Regions from separate parts of the Gossypium hirsutum genome. Here regions 2 and 3 are each linked to region 1. A link is a contact called in public Hi-C data. All regions are on one chromosome and are shown on one strand. Each heading gives the region's core, a stretch centred on a gene start, on an enhancer-like site or on the middle of the called end of the contact. The rest is flanking DNA. Distances are from core to core; before and after follow the strand shown. Region 1 holds the start of LOC107925607. Region 2 has its middle 17 kb from the start of LOC107925622. Region 3 holds the start of LOC107925697 (BRCT domain-containing protein At4g02110).

Region 1 (3,050 bases), core at 267-2,766:
TGAAGGGAACCTTGATGGAAGCATACATACATCCATCCTGGTTTCCTTTGTGCCAGAATTTAAATCTGCATGAGCACAGGAGCCCAAGTGTAGTCGACATTATGGCAAGATATTTGATTGGAAAGCTTAATTCACACGAGTAGGAAATGCCTGATCAATAGAAGATAAATTCCAACTAATGGAAGGCTATTGTGAGCAACTTTCCTTCTTTAGTAAATCTAGATGTTGGGTTAGCCGTTGCATAGCTTTGAACCCTGTAAATCTTTGGCTTAGGTGTTGCAATTTTTTAGCTTTGCTACTTGAAACCATTGTATATGTATGGAACTTGCTAAAGGTTTTCCTGCTCAAAACCTAATAACGGGACCTAGAGATTGTTCTTCTTGGATCCCCTTTCGCATTCCTGTTGGAAGTTCCTGCATGTATGTACATGGCCAAAAGTAATTCTAGTCCCTTTTTTATAATTTTATTTTTTAGGATTTTGAATGCTATACAAAAACTATATTTCCTAAGTAATGAGGAATACAACTAAGCACAGTTGTATTTGATGCAGGTTGACGTCAAACATTTTAGGAAGCCGGTGGTGTTACTTCATTGGATGGGAATGAATGCTCTTATAATATATGCTCTGGCTGCTTGTGACATTTTCCCAGCTGCCGTGCAAGGCTTTTATTGGCGCTCACCAGAAAATAACTTGGTATCTTTCTCTCTTCTTTTCTGGGTTTGTACTTTTCTATGTTTCTTATCCTTGCCTTCATGAAGGTAATTTACTTGAGAATAGGTGAAAAACTGCAAGCTTGATTGCCCTATTAAGGCATTTCTGAACAGCTTTATCATTGTCAAGTAATGCTGTAATTTGTATGTTCTTTTTTATACAATACCTACTTCTACCCATACACCCAAACCCTTAAATCAAAGGAAAAATACGCTTAAGTGCGCTTGAACCCACATCTTCCTTGTTGTTGCAATAGCAACGGTGGATGATATTTTATTCTGATATACTTTATTTCTTTCATGTCAAAGTAACTGTATGAGAACACTACTTGCAAGTTACATGCACTTTCTAGAGTTGATGTTTTAAGTACAAAAATATTTTCAGTGCAATGCATTGCTTTATCAACATGTTTGATAGAACTAGTTATGCTAACAATTAAAATTATAAAATGCAGGTTGATGGCTTGGAATCATTGTTACAGTCCGTACTTCATTCAAGCAAGTGGGGTACCCTGGTATTTGTATTGCTCGAGATCTTGTTTTGGTGCCTAGTTGGCGGTTTTCTTCACATGAAAGGCATATATATAAAACTGTAGAAGCAAAAATAGAACAAAAACATTAGAATATCAGGTGTTAGTTAAATATAGAAAGAAAAAGAGAGAAAATTAACTAGAAGTGGTACTCTGAAAACATGAATTGTCACCTAAATTGTCAACACCCTCACATGGCATTTCCCTCTTAAAGATGTGGCATCAAATGTTTCATGTTGGAAAATAACATACTATACCCTCTTTTGGTGATTGCCTGATTGATGAAAACTGTTTTTCATTCCATTTCTAGTATTAGTGAAATTAAAGAGCAAAGCAAAGCAATCACCAAAAACTTGTGGGGGTGCTGCTGTGTACAGCCACTTGTAGAAGATTCAAGATCATTTCTACTTTGGTATATTTAGTTTCTTCCTCTCAAATCAAAGACAACAATTTTTAGTTCACTTTCGGCTATAAAGACACATTATGCACTCTTTTCTCTTTACTGTACTCTATAAAAATTAGGTACTTGCCTTATTGCACTTGCATCTTCCAACTGTTATAGCCTATCTCTAAAAATGGCTACTGAGAAAGCCAATGCTGATGAGACCCAGAGTTACGATACCGAAGATAATTTCGGAGATCGATCAACAGCTAGCCAGGAATCAACTAAGTTTCAACTCAGTAAAGCACTTGCACGTAGGGCAGTTTATGGTCCAAGCAGCCGCCGCGGCTCCGGAAACAGAAGGGTCCAAACCAATGCCGACCCTAGAACATTACCAAGCAGGCTGAGCAAGGTTTCATTGGCTGATGATGATTCTGAGAAGTAGCCTACCATGTTTGATTGATGTTAATTAAGGACTTTTTTTTGTTTTTTGTTTTATCATTACATGGTTTGTTATGATTCATGAAAGCTTGGTATCTGGTACTTGGAAAAAAAGATGGTGTACATAAAGCATAAACAACAGAAATATATAAATATGGTGGCTCGTATCTCGTGTCTCCCATATGAAAGTTGAAAAGATTGCCTTAGCATTAGGGCAAACTTGGAAAATACAAAAAAAAAAGAAAAAAGAAAAAAGAAAAAAAAAGCACCAATTATGAAGCAAGGCATCTATCTAATCTGATTCTGATCAATGATCATCACGCTTTTGGGCCTAAACTTCCGTAATTGTTTATTAATTATGACAGAAAGTTGCAGTACTGAAACATTTTCCAATAATCAGAGCAAAAAGGAAGCCAGTCCCAAGGTTTTGAAGCGCCAAAATCGAGGTTGCATCGCAACTTCACACATTTCTTTTAATTTTTCTGATTAACCTCATAATTTGTTTTTTTCCTTTCTTTTGGAATAAATCTCTGAAACAAAAAGGAAGGAATCATCCGGTACAAAATCCCACGTCATAATACAACAAAGAAGAAAATTTCAAATTTGTTCTTAAAAAACTGTTTCTCTTCTTCATTTTCGTTTCACCCAAAGAAGCACCAGCTCCCCAAACCCTAACACCATTCTTTCTTTTTGGTTTCCTTTTGTGTTGCGATCGCGATGGAGAGTTACGGATCGGGTCAAAGGCCGTACGGGGCGGATCGAAGGATGGAGATAATTAGCGGGAAGAACACGAGCGTTGGATCCAATCAGATCAACTCTACTACTCGTTCGCGTTCCCCAGATTTACCACCCGTTCCGACTCGGACGAGTCAAGGATCATCAAAGCCATGGGGATTTACGGATCCCGAGATGAAGAGGAAGAAGAGGCTCGCGAAATACAAGGTCTACACAGTGGAAGGGCAAATGAAAGCTTCATTGAGTAAAGG
Region 2 (3,050 bases), core at 347-2,846, 200 kb after region 1:
TATTTTCTGTCTATCATTGGAGTTGATTCCAATTTCATCATCTCTTCCTTTCTTCAAAATGAAAACGTATTTAAAGATAAAAATGATAGAATTTATAAATGTTAAGGGTTAAATTTATTAAATTATTTATAATTAAGACCAAGGGCATAGAATGTACAAATGTTGAGGATTACATGTATTATTATATTAATAAAAAAGGTCACATCATAATATTTGTTAATAATTTAATAAAGAGTGACTAAAAACAAAAATACATTAATAATTAAATGACTAATTGTACAATTTACCCAAAGTTTTATAATAAACACGAGATGAAATTATTTGAATTATTCTCTATGGTTCGTAACGAGTGCCATTGAATTATCATGTGTTATATTTTTCAATGCAAGGGGGTCTCCACCCCTGAAATCCACCATCAACATAATAACATGGTTTCATTTTATGTCTGGCAGAGGGATGACAAAAAAAAAATTCGTCCCCGACGTTTTCCAATTCGATCCAAGTGGACGGGATCGAATTTTTTTTTCAGATTTTAAAATCGGGTTCGAGGTGAATCAAATAAATAGTTTTTTTAGTAATTAGGTTGGTAGGGTTGGATTTACAGAAAACCCAATATTAGAACCTAATCTCTATTATTTGTGCCTCTCCCTTTGTATATTCTTCTCCTGTGCAAGACTTTTTACTTATTTTCTTTTATTTTCACAATTTACTCTCTGTTTGGAAGTGTTACCTAAATCAAATATAAAGACAAAATTTGATGAGAAAAAAATAAAAATTATAGTTCACATGCACAACACTATATTAGATAAGAAAAAAAATTAAAAATTATCAAAAAATTGTGTCCAAAATGTGAAAGTTTTGCCTTTTGGGGTGGGTCAGGGTTGAGTACTTACTTCATTTTCCAAGGCGGGTTCGAAACATATGAGTAGTACATTGAATTAGGATTGTGACAGTAAAAAGTCCGACCCAAATCACCCCGTTGTCATCCCTAATCATGCCAAAGGGGTGATGATGTAGAAAAAGAAATGGGTTTTAAGGGTTTGAATCATCGACCACTAAAACCCAAAAATTGTTTCAAAAATGTCAAAAAACCAGACCAATACTAGCTGCTCTTCCGTGTCTTTTATGTCCAAGGCACTTGGCACATGTCGAAAAATCAGTCACACAATGTAAATGTGGCAGAAAACCAGTCATTGTGAACACGATGCACATGGAAACATGACATTTAAAAAAAATTTATTTAGGGTCAGACTTTTTGTTATTACAGCAATACAAGTAGTACAATATCATTTAAAATTGTTAAGACTTTTAGAATTGCTGACCTATGCCCATCCAAAACAACATTCACTGAAATCATTGATGAAAGAAACCAGCTAATGTGAAATGACATGAAGCTCAATAATGTCCACTACACTGTAAATCAATGAAAGTGGCGTTGAATTGAAATTCAAATGAGATGGTCCGCAAAGTATTGGCATGAAGCCGAAAATAGCATGGAAGATTTTTCTTTCTATTTGATGGGTATCCAAGTTAGCGTGCTAGGGCAGTGTCACCATTTTTCTTTGTGCATTATTGGGTTGCTATGGAGTCCATAGGCAAGATCATGAAACCCACATTTTGAGGCTCTTGAAGTTTGAACATTGTGGGTTGGGGCTGAGTAAAATGGACCCATTGATAATAAATTATTAGGACAAACGCTAACTGGGCTCTTTGTTGACTACATTAATGGGCTTGCTTCTTTATATGGAAACCTAGATATCTGAATACGAAGTCATGTTGCATTTTGCTTTTACAACTTAATAAGTAAATTAGTAAATTAAAGAGTAAACTGATCATTCTGTTAAAAATGTCATCCATTTCTACTATTAAAAATTAGTCGTTGTATGTTAAAATAAGGTACACGTGACATGCTATGTGTAACAGTCTAATTATTCTGTCAGTCACACTTATTTTTAATTAAATTTTTAATTAAAAGGAGCAGTATGCTTTTTGATCTAATGTATAGAGACTAATTTGTTCATTTTATAAGTAATGGTGACAAAATACAATTTAAATCCTAGTACAATATCTTCCATAGTAAATTTATCAAAATTTTGTTGATTTTTTACAATTTTTATACGTGATATTTTGATTTGATTTTCACAGTTTATTTTCATCATTATTGATATAAGATTATGTATGTTTGCATATTTTATATACAAATAATATCACTTATCTAATTATAAAAATAAATTGATATATATATTAAATGTATAGCACAAAATCAATGTTCATGTCTTAAATTACATTTTGAACTAAATTTCCTATATAATTTTGATATTTATCCCTTTTAGAAAAACATAATAGATCAATTCATTTTGATCATTGATTTAACCTTAAATTAGTCAAAATTCGAATTAATCGAAACCCAAATTGATATAATTCATCGAAAGCTGGATTAATTTGTTCAACTCAAATCTAAATTAATCAAAACCCAAACTCGCTTAAATCCAAAATAATTCAAAGTTAATTTATTTAACTCGAAATACTTCAAATCCAAAATTATCCAAACCCCAACACACTCGAACATGCAACAGAACTTAAACAACAAAAATAATCTAAACCCGAAATTACTAAAATCAATAACAAATTACTTTTAAATTTGATTCAATTAAATGTAATTGGTAGAGACAACCACTTTCGGTTTTATGCTTCTTCCACATACAATTAAGTTCTCTCCAATCACAAGAATACAAAGCTTCCTTTCTAAGAAACAATTCTGTTCCTTTCCCCTTCTCCATTTTCTTCTTACTTACTATGGACTAATTAATGCTCCACAATATAATGGTGACATAAGGAAATGAATTTTGCTATTGTTTAGCAATGTCATACTCATTTTGCCTATGATTTGATCACCCCTAAAGTTGCAGCCTCAAGGGATACCGAATGCTTAACGTCGCCAATATGTATATGGTGTAAACCGATCGGGATTCTTCGAACCCCTGATCGGTCCACGACACTTAGAAACTTGCACACATGGATACTGATCCCTACTTGTTGTTCGGACCTTG
Region 3 (3,050 bases), core at 351-2,850, 150 kb after region 1:
ATTAGGTCTAGTTGTATTGGGGCAAGCTTGAGCCTCAGATATTGAAGCCCAAGTTTGACCTTAAATTAACTTAAATTTTTTTCCGAAATCATAGACACTAATTGAAGTTAAAAAAGCATTTTTCAACCCAAATCATGATTTCAAATTAATATATATAAACAATTAGCTTTTCAAATCAAATATTAATTTTAAATTGAGATTTTAAATCAAAAATTTTTTGAATTAATATTTTAAATTAAGTTAAAAAGCTAAAATTTTTAGGTTTTAACTTTTGAAAAACATGCTTTTCAATAAAATTACATTTTTTTCTATTCATTAAATTATTTACTTTATACAATATTATGTCTAAAATAAACATTTTATCTTTTTAAAAGCACTTATAGATATTAATTGTAAGTATTATCAAAAAATTCAAAAATATTTTTTTAAGAAGATTTTTAACAACACTTTTCACCCTCAATCATAACCTTAATGATAAACTAACTTTAAAACGAGTATTTTGCCAAATGGATAATAATTGAAAAGAAAATAAATAAATGTTAAATTATGCTAGTAGTCACCATACTTTAATAAATTTATGGTTTAGTCTTTATACTTTCATTTGATCAAATTTTGTCCCTATACTATTCGTAAAGTTGTAGATTTGGTCCATATTATCCAATCTCTAATTGGATCCTTCCAAGCTCTTATACTTTTTAAAATTTAAAATTTCAACCTTAACGCAAATGATAATAGTTAATTTATTAAGGGTGGGTTTGGATGGATGGTGGGGTACGGTGTGGTGGGTTTAACTTACTTTTTGTCTCACATTACAGTATTGCTACAATATCTAATCTCATCGCAATCACTGTTTTTATCCTAACCGCAGGTAAACGTACTGCCCATCCAAATCAATCCTAACTAGATTTGTAATGAGTAATATATGGAAACAACAAGTTGATATGGTATTAAATATATAATAATATGTTTGGTGCAAGAGGCGGATTTAGGGGGGTTGGCAGGGGCCTCGACCCCCTAAAATGGAAAATTTTCTATTTTGGCCCTTTAAAATTTTAAAAATTTTAATTTAGTAAAGGTAAAATTGTTCTTTTCCCCCTAAAAATGATAAAAATTTGATTTAATCCTTTAAAATTATAAAGATATAGACAATTTAATTTCGGCCCCTTAAAATTTTTCCTAACTTCGCCCCTGGCTCATCAGATTTTGAAAATGTCATAACTTAATGAATTTAATACTTATCTTTTTAATAAGGATTGAAAAATTAATAATTAAAAACTACATAAACTAAGAAAAACAAAATTAAAGTAAAAAGATTAAACCCGAAAAGCACAAGGGCTGATAGCAGAATTTAACCATTCAAAAAGAAACCAAGTTTCAGCCTAGTCGTTTACTTCTGATTGGGCTTTTAGACGGTAGTCAGATGCCCTTAAAATCGGTGATATTTGTCCACTACAAAAAGCCCAAGAACTACACGTGTCAAAATATCGTTCCGTCATTATACCACGTGGAGACAGCATATTCAATCAAGAATTTTCCATCTCCCGCCACAAGAACAAAAAAATAAAAAAAATCAAAATGAAAAGAAAATTTTCCCTCGCATCGGACCCCCGAATATAATAGTCACTATTTTCCCACTCTCTTCCTCGACAAGTTTTGTAAAACCCCCCAAAGCCTCTTTTTTAATCCTCGCTTTCATATCATTTCTAAATTCATTTGATTAAATTCCTGTTTTCTAGGATTTTATTTACGTCGATTTGTCTCCTTTTTAGTGTTATTTCCCCCATAGGTTCAAAATCTCCCTCTTGTTCAAATTACCCTAATTTGGTAATTCTGTTTTAAAACGCTAGTTTCCGATCCAATGCTGGAATCCGATACTCCCTCGAAAACGTTTCTCGGCGTTCGTTTTTGTCTTTACGGCTTCGATCCCGTTAACGAGCATAATGTACTTCCGTAACATCCCGCGTTATCTTCTATTAGTGTTGTTTTTTGGGTGTCTTCAAAGCTCTCTGCTTCTTAATCTTTGTTTCATTGAAGTACTTATTTGAGCAAAAAATAATAAAAGCTTTTTTTTTTTGAAGGTTCGAGTAAAGCTAATCAACGGTGGCGGCGTAGGTGTCGGTCAGTATAGTCAGAATTGCACTCATGTGATTGTTAATAAGATTGTCTACGTAAGTCTTTTAAAGCAATGGTGCTTGCTTTATTTATATATATAATTTCTTTTATTAAAAAAAGATGCTGAAAATCCTGCTTTTACATGCTTGTAGGATGATCCTGTATGTGTTGCTGCTCGAAACGATGGCAAAACAGTTGTCACTGGGTTATGGGTTGATCATAGTTTTGATATTGGAATGCCTGTTGATGCTACTTCGGTTAGTTTGTTTTGTTGCAGTACTTTTTAAAGCTAACTGTCTGATAATTGTTTAAGATATCTTTGAATTTTATACAATGTCTACTATGTGGAATTTTCGATTCATGAATTCAATTGGTGTAGCACATTTGCACTAAAATGATGAAATTAGAGCCGATAGTTGATCAGTTTATTGATAATTTCTCATGCATTCAACTTCTACGACATAGAGATGTGTCATTGTTTTGGGGTCAGAATAGTTGTCATGATCTGTATCATTTCTTTAATAAAGTCGGACTTAATTCTTTTCATCTGTTTAAACTTGTGAATCTGCCATTGTTTTCTGACAGATTATGTACAGACCTCTTAGGGATTTAAATGGAATTCCTGGTGCTAAAAGTTTAATTATATGCTTGACTGGATATCAAAGGCAAGATCGAGATGACATTATGGTATTGGTCTATCCTTCACTATTGTTGACTACTTCTATTGTTTGTAAAGCAAATAAAAATGTTATGTTGTTTTACCTATGTGTTTGCAGACGATGGTTGGCTTGATGGGTGCTCAATTTTCTAAGCCTCTGGTTGCAAGCAAAGTTACTCATCTAATATGCTATAAATTTGAAGGTGAGGTTTTCTTTGTTTTCCTTATCATAGGGCTGTGAAAGTAAACTTCACAACTTAGGATCCTGTGGAGATCTTGT

The links. Hi-C and Micro-C count contacts between places; a contact is called where the count stands out from the background.
Region 2: a contact with region 1 is called in a Hi-C map of leaf, with 2.4 times the contacts expected there. The contact joins the enhancer-like site here to the promoter of LOC107925607 in region 1. A contact is called at or near these places in 3 of 34 Hi-C or Micro-C datasets (all in leaf).
Region 3: a contact with region 1 is called in a Hi-C map of leaf, with 2.3 times the contacts expected there. The contact joins the promoter of LOC107925697 here to the promoter of LOC107925607 in region 1. A contact is called at or near these places in 11 of 34 Hi-C or Micro-C datasets (anther, hypocotyl, leaf and 1 more).

Annotation. Positions count from the first base shown.
Region 1 is chrA12:85,198,663-85,201,712 of Gossypium_hirsutum_v2.1, reverse strand. It overlaps LOC107925607, which reads left to right and starts at 1,516. Exons shown (of 2, transcript XM_041082933.1): 1 at 1,516-1,653; 2 at 1,764-3,050. The coding sequence starts at 2,782. It also overlaps the pseudogene LOC107925696.
Region 2 is chrA12:84,995,022-84,998,071 of Gossypium_hirsutum_v2.1, reverse strand. It overlaps the pseudogene LOC107925522. Among protein-coding and RNA genes, the nearest start is that of LOC107925622, 17 kb to the right of the region's middle. Within about 2 kb of position 1,596, at least 4 of the 9 cell types and tissues checked have an H3K27ac peak or open chromatin away from gene starts, as enhancers often do. A contact at or near this core is called in leaf, where this site is marked.
Region 3 is chrA12:85,052,415-85,055,464 of Gossypium_hirsutum_v2.1, reverse strand. LOC107925697 (BRCT domain-containing protein At4g02110) reads left to right here and starts at 1,600. Exons shown (of 10, transcript XM_016856413.2): 1 at 1,600-1,942; 2 at 2,079-2,168; 3 at 2,265-2,369; 4 at 2,698-2,799; 5 at 2,889-2,973. The coding sequence starts at 1,859.